Linked DNA regions of Mus musculus: region 2 is linked to region 1. A link is a contact called in public promoter capture Hi-C data. All regions are on one chromosome and are shown on one strand. The core of a region is the stretch at or near the end of the contact, and the rest is flanking DNA. Distances in the headings are between cores, read along the strand shown.

The links. Promoter capture Hi-C pulls out the DNA fragments that hold promoters and counts their contacts.
Region 2: a contact with region 1 is called in a promoter capture Hi-C map of liver, with 4 times the contacts expected there. The contact joins the promoter of Plek2 here to the promoter of Plekhg3 in region 1. A contact is called at or near these places in 2 of 39 promoter capture datasets (frontonasal cranial neural crest and liver) and 1 of 9 other capture datasets (embryonic stem cells).

The regions. Positions count from the first base shown.
Region 1 is chr12:76,530,849-76,535,601 of GRCm38.p6, reverse strand. It overlaps Plekhg3 (pleckstrin homology domain containing, family G (with RhoGef domain) member 3), which reads right to left and starts at 2,042. Exons shown (of 19, transcript NM_153804.4): 1 at 1,784-2,042. It overlaps Mir5135 (microRNA 5135), which reads left to right and starts at 2,390; the gene lies at 2,390-2,468.
Region 2 is chr12:78,904,796-78,909,668 of GRCm38.p6, reverse strand. It overlaps Plek2 (pleckstrin 2), which reads left to right and starts at 2,731. Exons shown (of 9, transcript NM_013738.3): 1 at 2,731-2,778. The coding sequence starts at 2,737.

The sequences.
Region 1 (4,753 bases), core at 793-3,292:
CTCAGGCCGTGGCCTTTGGCCTGTTCTAAGCATAAACACGGTGACCCTGAGATAGCAGCGGGTTTGGTAAAGTCAATATTTACTCTGGGACTATGATATTACAAGCCAGAGAGAGTGTAAACTGCCACAATTGGCTCCTGGTGTCCACCATCTCCTGTGTCACACATGGGGTATAACCAGCAAACATGTAAGGGCTCCTTGTAGCCACTACACAGCTATTTTTTTTTTTTGATAGGAGTTTATGGACTACTTCTCATACACCCTTCTCCCCTTTATTGTTACCACATCCCCTATAAAGAAAAAAGGCTGCTCTGTATGGAAACTGAGTCAGAAAAGATAAGTGAGTGAGGAGAGGGTGAGATCTGGCTTCAGGCCAATCATGTAAGAAAAAAAGCCTCAGACCCGATCAGTCTCTGATGTGACGCAATACAGCCAGCATTAAACCTCTAGCAAAAATCCTGTCGGACTCTCAGCCCAGTGGTCTTCCCACTCTCCTAGTCGGGCCACCTCTGATAAAAAGTCAATAGAAAAGCCCCAAGGCCACTCTAAAACAGACTACCACCCTTATCAGCCCAGACTAAGTGAAGGGGTGAAAGCGGATTTCCAGCACCAGCGGGAAAGTCCAGAGAGTGCGGCCAGCAGAGGCAAGCAGGCATTTAGTAGTCTGTCTACATGAGAGATGGGGTCTGTGAGCCATCCAGTGAGCCCAGAACCATAAGGAATAACAGCAGCGCCACAGTTGGCTTTCTGGTATTTAGTCCCTAGGTTTTATGCTGAGCATCTATAACACAAGATTCCAGTTTAGCAGAGGGACTGGGGAAGGCCAGGCACAGCAGGGAACATCGCCTCTCCCTCTCAGGCTGTCATTTTACTCCACACTAATTATTTCTGAAGGGTTCATTGTGACTGGAATGCACTCTTGAACAAGCACAGTTTGGAAGACTGGGAACCCTAAGACTAGGGTTCTCTGTAAGGTGCTCTAGTACTGATCGGTTGCTGGGAGGGTTAACAATCTTAACAGCCCTTAATCTACCAAGAGTTTAGCGACTCTAGACGATATACTCTCACCCAACTTTTAGCACCACCTCGCAGCGCCGCTTTCTCCACCCTCCAACCATCATGCGGCTTGTTCCGGTTTTTTTTTCCCCCCTTTGTTTTCAAAAGTAGCCGCAGAATAAATCGTTACCACCAAAGGAGCATCTTGAACGACTGAAGCTTGAAGCTTCCCAAATCAAAGGTCTGAGAGAAGGGTGTGAATAACCAAACCAGTTGAAGGGAGTGAAGGAGAGGCTGTTAGGGGCAGCATCAAGGGGCTCTAGATTTGCAGCTCCTGGACACTTGGCTTCTGACACCCACTCTAATCCTCCTGGACATGCAGCTGAGATTCCCAGAAGCACGGTGTGGCACCAACCCAGAACAGACTGAGTGCCTGCGCACTCCTGGGCTGGCGGGACCAGAGGCGAGTCCTTCTAGAAGAGCCCACAGTCTCAGGCAAGCACTAGCCCACGGGCGTCAGGGCACACAAGGAAGGGGTGGCGGGAATGTCGAGAGCTGCCCGGATTTCAAACTCTGCAAAGCCTATGCTGCTTTGGTTTCCGGGGTGGGGATAAAAAGTGACTCCCCTTACGACCTTCCCGCGACCCAACCTCCTCCGAGTGTGTCCGAGGCAGCTCGGGGCCAGGTCCTCATCCCACAGAGGGCTAGCCTGGGGTCTCCGCAGAGCGCTGCCACTCAGCCAATCGAGCATGGGCAAAGAGAGAAAGGCAAACCTAGGGACACTCACCAAGCGGTGGCCGCCCCGCCGGCTCGCGACGCGCCAGGCGCGCGGGGCTGCCCAGGTGGCGCCGCGAAGCGGGCTCGAGTTTGAAAGTCGCTCTCGGAAGCGGCAGAGGCCGCCGGCCGCTCCCGCCCACGGCTGGCCGCCCCGCGGTCCCAGCCTCTGCTCGCTGCGAGCACCAGACGCCGGGGGACCCCCGAAATGCGCACGGTTCCCCAGCACCGGGCAGGAAGTTGCGGCCGGAGTCCAGGCTGCGGCGGGAGGGAGGGAGGGAGAGAGAGAGGGAGAGGGAGGGAGCCAGGGAGGGGCGGACCAGGAATGTTTCCAGTGGGTGGAGACTGCGCTCGCGGCTGCGATCCAGCAATTGGCGGCTCTGGGGGGCCCGGGGGAACCTTCGCGGCGGTGCGAGCGAGCTGTGGCTCCCGCTGTAGACAGCGGCCGCCGTGGCTAATGATTAACGCGCGTGGCCCGCCGTGTGGGTCCCGCTGGCCGCCTCCCCTTGCCACCTGGAACTCTGGGATCCCAAGGCGCACGTGGTGGGGTTACTCTAGTGCCACCGCCCTGATATCACGCCGAGAGGGCAACGAAAGCCTCCAGACCAGGTTCCGACCAGAGAGGACTCGGAGCCCAGCCACCTAGACTTTCCCAGGAGAAGCGCAGGTCTAGGTGGCAAGGGCGTCCTGGTCCTACTGGAGCAGGTCACCACGACCGCTGAGTCAGAAAGGCACGTCTCGAATTCCTCGCCGAAACTAGGTTTCGGTGGCTCTTTACAGTTGTAAAATCTTACCTTCTGAGGAGAAAGAGATAAGAAGCGCATAACTTGGGGCGGGGCGGGGCGCGGCGCTCAGTGGGACTGTTAATGAGAAAAACTGATCGAGGAACCTGAATGTCAGTGGACCCCATTTTGAGTGCGATCTATCAACAAAAGGCATGTACCGGGAAATTAGGGGATGGGAAAATTGGGGGATGATTAGCACAAGCACATAGAATACAAACCAGTTAGATTTTGAGCAAGAACATAAATCTTTTGTGTGGTTTTTGTTTTTGAAGCAGGATTTCAATTATCTGAGACTGGCAGAGGGTAATCTTGAGAGTAATGGTTCTCCACCCTCTATCTCCGGAGTGCTGGGATTACTGGTGTGCACCACCACGCCCTAATTATTGTTTTTATTTTATTTTTTGATTTGAAACAGGCCCACACTTTGTAGCCCAAGCTAGCCCAGAACTCTTGAGTGATCCCCCAGAGTGCTAGAATTATAGGTGTGCGCTACTACACCTCACTAAGAATAAATCTTTCATTGGTAAAGATCTTAGGGGAGGTAGCATTAGATGCTGTCCCCAGTACGCACCATGAAGAGGGGTAGGAGATGGGAGCCCAGTGTGAGATCACAGAAGAAGTAGGACTCCTGCGTTAAACGATGGCACCAGGTTCTTGGAACAGGAATGGAGAATCGACCCCAGTAACTCAGCATTTAGACCGCCAAGTGTAGACAAGTGAAAATCCTAAATAGCTTATAAAATCCCCTCCTCCACCACTGCCCTCAAAAAAAAAAAAAAAAAAAGCTGCCCCAGGGAAAAGCAAGCACCTAGTGATTTACGGGGAGGGGCGGGGCAGAGAGAGAGGAAATGGCTTTCAGGTGACTTTGAAACGGGATCCCTGGGAAGAGTAAAGATTAAAGTAGTCCTTGCTCCTGACTGCGGGAGGGCCAGAAAGTAAGGCTCACGTTACTTAGTCCACAGGTTAGGCTTGAAGAGCGGCAGACTAGAGGACAGCACTGGTGAGAAACAAGATTACCCGGGAACGGGGGAGAGAGATAAAACTACGGGGTGGGATGGGAAAGGGAGAAGCCCCACTCCTTCCCACCTCGAACTTTCTGGGTTTCTGGTTTCTTCTCTAATCTGTTAAATCTTACCAGTCCTTTCCTACTAATCTTAAACTCCCAACTTCCAAAGACGTCCCCCAGCCCCAATCCAGAGATTTAAAACTTTTGAATGTATGACTGGCTCCTTAGCTAGAAAAGAAAAATAAAATGTTGATGATAGTAATGGTTAGGGAATGGTGCTACCAAGTGCACTGCACTTTATAATCACTAAGGCAGGAATACACTTACTCCCATTTTGCAGGAAGAATACTGAGGCTCTAAGGATGGAGCAGTCTGGCCAAGATCAATTGCATCAAGGGGCGTAGTCTGAGGGGGCGACACTGGAGTGCTTACTGTGTTAACCTTTGAGCATTTTACAAGAACAATTGCGGTTACAGGAGAAACTGAGGCTTGGTCATACTGCTAGTGGGTGGTAGAGCTGGGAGTTTCTACCCACAGGGAAAACTGCATTTAGCCAGCCAGCTCTTTCTCCACTTCCTTCTAGACACTTGTTAGTCCATTCTGAACTTGATTCTAAAGCCTCGAGTTGTTTCTAATTGCTTTAATTTATATGCCCATTTCCTGAAAAGATTGTAATCTTACTATGCAGAACTTGTAAGAAGCATTCAATAAGGCCATGCTGGAGCCAGATGAAACAAGCAAGATTTTATAAAAAATCAGTTTCCTACCTCCAAGCCTCCAAGAGTCAGTGTCAGGACCAGGGTCTCAAGCCGAGCCGCAGCCCCCTTCTCAGCGTTGAGCCTTTCTGCCTTCCCACCAGCTCTTGCTTCAGCGAGCGGCCTCGCCCTGCTATTAAATCATTTATTATTATAATAACACCTTGAGTCTCAGTAATGCCTTTAATCTGAGGTCTCAGGGTGTCTAACAAATACAAATTAATTCATCATCTCAGCCCCTCCACTTGGAAGGGAGAATGGAGGTGTTCTCCCTAGTTTATGGATGAGAAAACCAAACAACCAGAGTCAAGATGACTCACAGGGAACCAATGCAGTTTCTCATCCCTTGCCTCTGACCGCCTGCTACCAAGCCTCGCATGAAAGCTTCAAATCCCAGACGCCAAGGCCATTGAGTTTTCACAATTGTCATTTCTGCT
Region 2 (4,873 bases), core at 1,482-3,981, 2.4 Mb before region 1:
TGAACATTGTGCTTTGTACTTCTGACACACTCAATGTACGTCTCCTGCTGTTAAGTGAATGAACGCAATGACGTCGGATGACAGACCATGAACCATCCCTGATTTATGGTGGGCTGTTGTTATTGTTGTTGTTATTACAGTGCTGGGGACCAAACCCAGTACCTGAGCTACACACCCTATTCAAGTGCTTTTGGGTACACTGTAGGATCTCGGATGCCATATGTCCCCCTTTCCCTATGTCCACTGCCCCTGTCTGGGACTTCCTTGGCCCAGGCTTCTTCCAGTTCTCAGTCACGTCCACAGGAAGTTGTTCCAGGAAGCAGGGTTCATCCTGACAGATGACACAGCCTATGTCTCTGGTTCATGAGGAAATCAGCAGATTTCAAAAAAATACATATTTGATGCTGGTGTAGAGACTGGGATGCTGGTGAGGAGATCACAGGGGTGGGGATGGGGGCTTGTCTGGGAAGAAGCTTAGTAGTGAGGATTTACCACAGGTCTCGAATCCAGCACCCAGGAGACTGAAGCAGGAGGATCTTGTTAATGTTTTTTTAATTATTTATTTTATTTCATCTGCTTTAGTGTTTTGCCTACATATATCTGTGTGAGGGGTGTCATATTCCCTGGAACCAGAGTTACAGGCACGTTTTGTTGTTGTTGTTGTTGAGCTACCGTGTGGTTGCTGGGAATTAAATCCAGGTCCTCTGGAAAAGCAGTCAGTGCTCTTACCAGCTGAGCCATCTCTCCAGCCGGAGACAGGAGAATCTTAAGTGCAAGACCAGCCTGGCTTATATAATAAGACCCTGCCTCAAAAAAAGGTAACAAATACAAGACAGCTAAATCAGCCAGTATGGAAGTGATTGAATAGGTTATGACAAAGTCATAATGAAATTTTATGTAACTATTGAAATCATCCTTTTGAACCATTTTAGTGATTGGTTAAGTTGCTTGCTAGCTATTGGAAGTTAAAAAGTTAGGGCTCAATTTTTTAAAAAATGAGGCAGCGTTGCTGGGGGAGTGTCACTAGGGGTGGGCTTTGAGACTTGTCTTGCCTCGACCCACACTTCCAGCTCTGATTCTCCAGGGATAGGTGGTCATTCTGACAAACTCACTAAGCCAAAGTGCTCATTGTGAATAAGGATCTACTGGATGTAAACAGAGGATTCTTATCCAAAGCCAAAGGAATGACTCTCTAATTCACATTAGGCTATGAGTCATTGCATACAAACACTCATCTAACAGCTTTCTCTACTCACTGATACGTGATAGGCATTGCCTGGCCCTTCATAACTAAAAGGTGTCTGCCTGAGTCTGGAGGTTCCTTCCTCCTCCCCAAGTCCAAGCGTTCCTGCTGTCTGTTTTCTTCTGGTTGAGCTGGGTTTATGTCATCGCGGTTCCTTGGTAGGTTGGTGGTGCAGTCATGACAGACTGGGGAAGACAGAGGAGGTGAGTCACACTGAAGGTCCAGTGAATCAGACGGGGTGGGCTGGGACAGGGGTTTCCCTCAAAGGAAGCGCCTTAGCTGTTCCTGGGAGAAACACCACCAGGAGAAAAAACCAACTTCCCCCCTTTCAGAGAACCCACTTAAGAACCCGTTTTCTAAAGAAAAGGCCCAGTCCATGCCTCCTAAAAGGAGTAGACAGGTATAGGATCTGACTTTCCCAGCTTCTCCTACTCTGGGTTTGAGCCCTTCTGGTATTCGGAAGCACGATTTCTTCCAATGCCCTGGTGTGATATGGTTCCGAGTGACTTCAATGGCTTCAAGTTTCAGTTTCCTGGAAAACACATTATTTGCCTCCTGGAGTTGGGGTATAATTGCAAATAAAACCTAGCACTATTGGAAAGAGAATGGAACCTCTGTTGTCTTTGGATTTAAAATCTAGGAAGCTGTTACCTGGCAACACAACACTGCCAGATCTCTTGCTTTACAGGTGAAGATGTATGTTTGTCACAGACCGCAGGGGCATGTGGGGCAGAGCCCAGCATAGGGACACTAGGGTGTGCTGGGAGCCAGACTGAAGGGCATCTCTGTCTTTCCATTACCGGCAGTTCTCTCTCTCTCTCTAATCCAGACACCCCAGGGCCTTTGTCCTGCCTAGCAGGTGTTCCCTCTGCTGAGCAAAGATATCAGGGATTCTATGCAGATCAGCACCACTGTCGTTTTCTTGTTTCAGGTGCCAACATGATGTGGTAGAACGTTGTGTTGATTCTATCGGGATATTTTCTTCATCATAGGCGTTAATTTTTATTTTAAAATATCGTATTACAATATGACTTACACGGATGACTCGATTATTTTGCACGCTCTTTAAACTCACCCAGAATTGCTAAAATCTGATTCTTTTTGGTTGTTTGCTTTTGAGATGAGGATGGTGTGATGTACACATTGAGGTGAGAATGTGTTCTGTAGACTATGCCAGTCACCTTAAACTTGAGATTCTCGTACTTGCTCTATACACTCCTCTGCCTCTCAGGAAAGGCTCAGAACTATAGACAGAGGTCCAGGGTCGTGTTCTTGGGCGATCACCGCGGGCCGTGCGGGGTAGGGTTGGCACACTGGGCACCTGGCGTGGGAAGGTCGGAGCAGAAGTCCCGACCGGGCCAGACTTCCTGCCCGCAGGGCGGGAGGCTCTGGCACTGGATGTGCGCCAGGGGGCGTCTCCGGGAGGGAGTGGCTTCCTGGGCGCGGGCGGCGTCGGCGGTGGAGCGCGGGGACAGCTCACCTGGACTGGCGACATGGAGGACGGCGTGCTCAAGGAAGGCTTCCTCGTCAAGAGGGTGAGTGTGTTCTGGCCTCGCGCCCGCGTGGCCGTGGGGACAGCGGGGCGAGCAAGTGTTGGACAAGGTGACGAGCTGGCGAAGTGCTCCCACTGGCCAGCGGATCTGGCATGCACAGGCTGGTCCTGCTTGGTTCAGGGCTTACTCTCTCCGGTGGATCTCTTAAAACAATTTACTGGAATTGAGGGCGAAGCCAGGGACAGGACCCATGGTTAGCATACTCAAGGCCCTGGATTTGGTCCACAGCAACACACCACACACACACACACACACACACACACACACACACACACACACACACCACACCACACTGTATTAAAGTACCATAAAGTGGTGTGGGTGCAGGGTGGAGAGAGCATAGTTAAAAGGTACGGCTGGAAAGTAGGAATGACCTTCTGTGGTAGAGAGTTAACTGTGGCTGACCGCAGTTAAGAGTATATTCTCACGTAGCTAAGGGGATTTTAAATGTTTCCAACACCAAGAAACGTTAATAAATGTTTGAGGTGATGGAGCTGCCAGTTACCCTTATGCGATCATTGCATGCCGTGCCTATGATTGACAACCCAATGTATGTGCTCCATGCATATGCACAGCCATGTCTCAATTAAGTATGATATTGAAATATAAGGCACCATGGATATGCCGTGCAATTTACAGCTTGAAAGGAAAGAAGGCACCACCCTTCCCTCCCTCCCTCCCTCCCTCTTCTCTCTCTCTCTCTCTCTCTCTCTCTCTCTCTCTGCTCAAGACTGAGCATCAGCAAGGCGAAATAGCTTGTCTAGCGTAGGTGAGTATTAGATAGGACATGAACTCCATCCTTAGTCCTCCCTCATCACCCTTGTTGAAGAAGCAAGAGTCCAACCAGGGACAGTGGGACTCCCAGGATGCCTAGGGTCAAGGTAGAAAATGAACGAAAGAACCTAAAAGAGGAACTTTTACAGTTTGGTGCATTCAGAAAACCTTGGATTTGATCTCTAACTTCTAAAACAATTACTTTAACATTGATGTCAATACTGAATATTTATGTTAGTATAATAGCATGCATAGTATGCATATAGATATACATGTGTGTATGTGTATATATGTATACACACATATATGCATGTATTTGTATGTATATGTGTGTATATGTATGTATATGAGTATATATGCATGTATATGTGTGTATATGTGTGTATATGTATGTATATGTATGTGTATGTATATGTATATGTGTATATGCATATGTATGTATATGTGTGTATATGTATGCATATATATATGTATTGGCGGCTGAGCCCTTTGGCTACTGTTCTGGGCTGACAGTCTCAGGAAGCTTGGTGATGAAGGGTAAAAAACTGTCCTCCTCATTGGTTTACTGGGTTACATCAGCCCCATTAGCCCTGAAGGTTCAAGTCCCTTTCATCCTCTGTTTACAAGATATCTGTGTTGTTTTGCACAGTGTGTGATATGGGAGGTAAAGGAGAGGCAATGTTTCTTCAAAGCTACAAGCAAGGAGGGTGGGAAGCTGATGCCAGATCAGTGGACTGGTGTCCATCTGTCCAGAATTCCACGCTCACTTTGTGTCTTTGTCATATACATGGTAATATGGTTCATCCAGGTCACAGTGACAGCCTGTGGGGAATTTCTGACTCCCATTGCACTGCAGACTGTGAGATGTCCGAGCCTGTGTTATGTGGAGTTGCTTGGTAATTGCTAGGCTGAGGTAGAAGCCCGTGGAGGAGTGGGGCTACCTCCAGGTCAAGCCCTTCAGATAGGGCTTTGTGGGCCTCTGCCTGTTCCTGGAGTTCCCTACCTGACTCTCCACCATCACTACTATGCACAGACAGGGGAGGGCTGAGGCTCACCAGGACCCTGACACACTGAGGAGAAAGAAGGGTTGCCCTTCTCTTCTGGGAGGCCTGGGTTAGCATCCAGGGTGTCAGGAAGGGAGGGGTCACGTTTGTTCCTGCCCAGTGAGGGAGCTGGTTTGGGACCCCTGCTTGTGACCACTGCCTGCTCCCACTGCCACGTAAATCCACGTTCCTCTCACGTGGCAGCAGTAAGCCTGTGCCACTGGGGAAGTTACAGGGTCGTGATGGCACTGGGTGGTTTA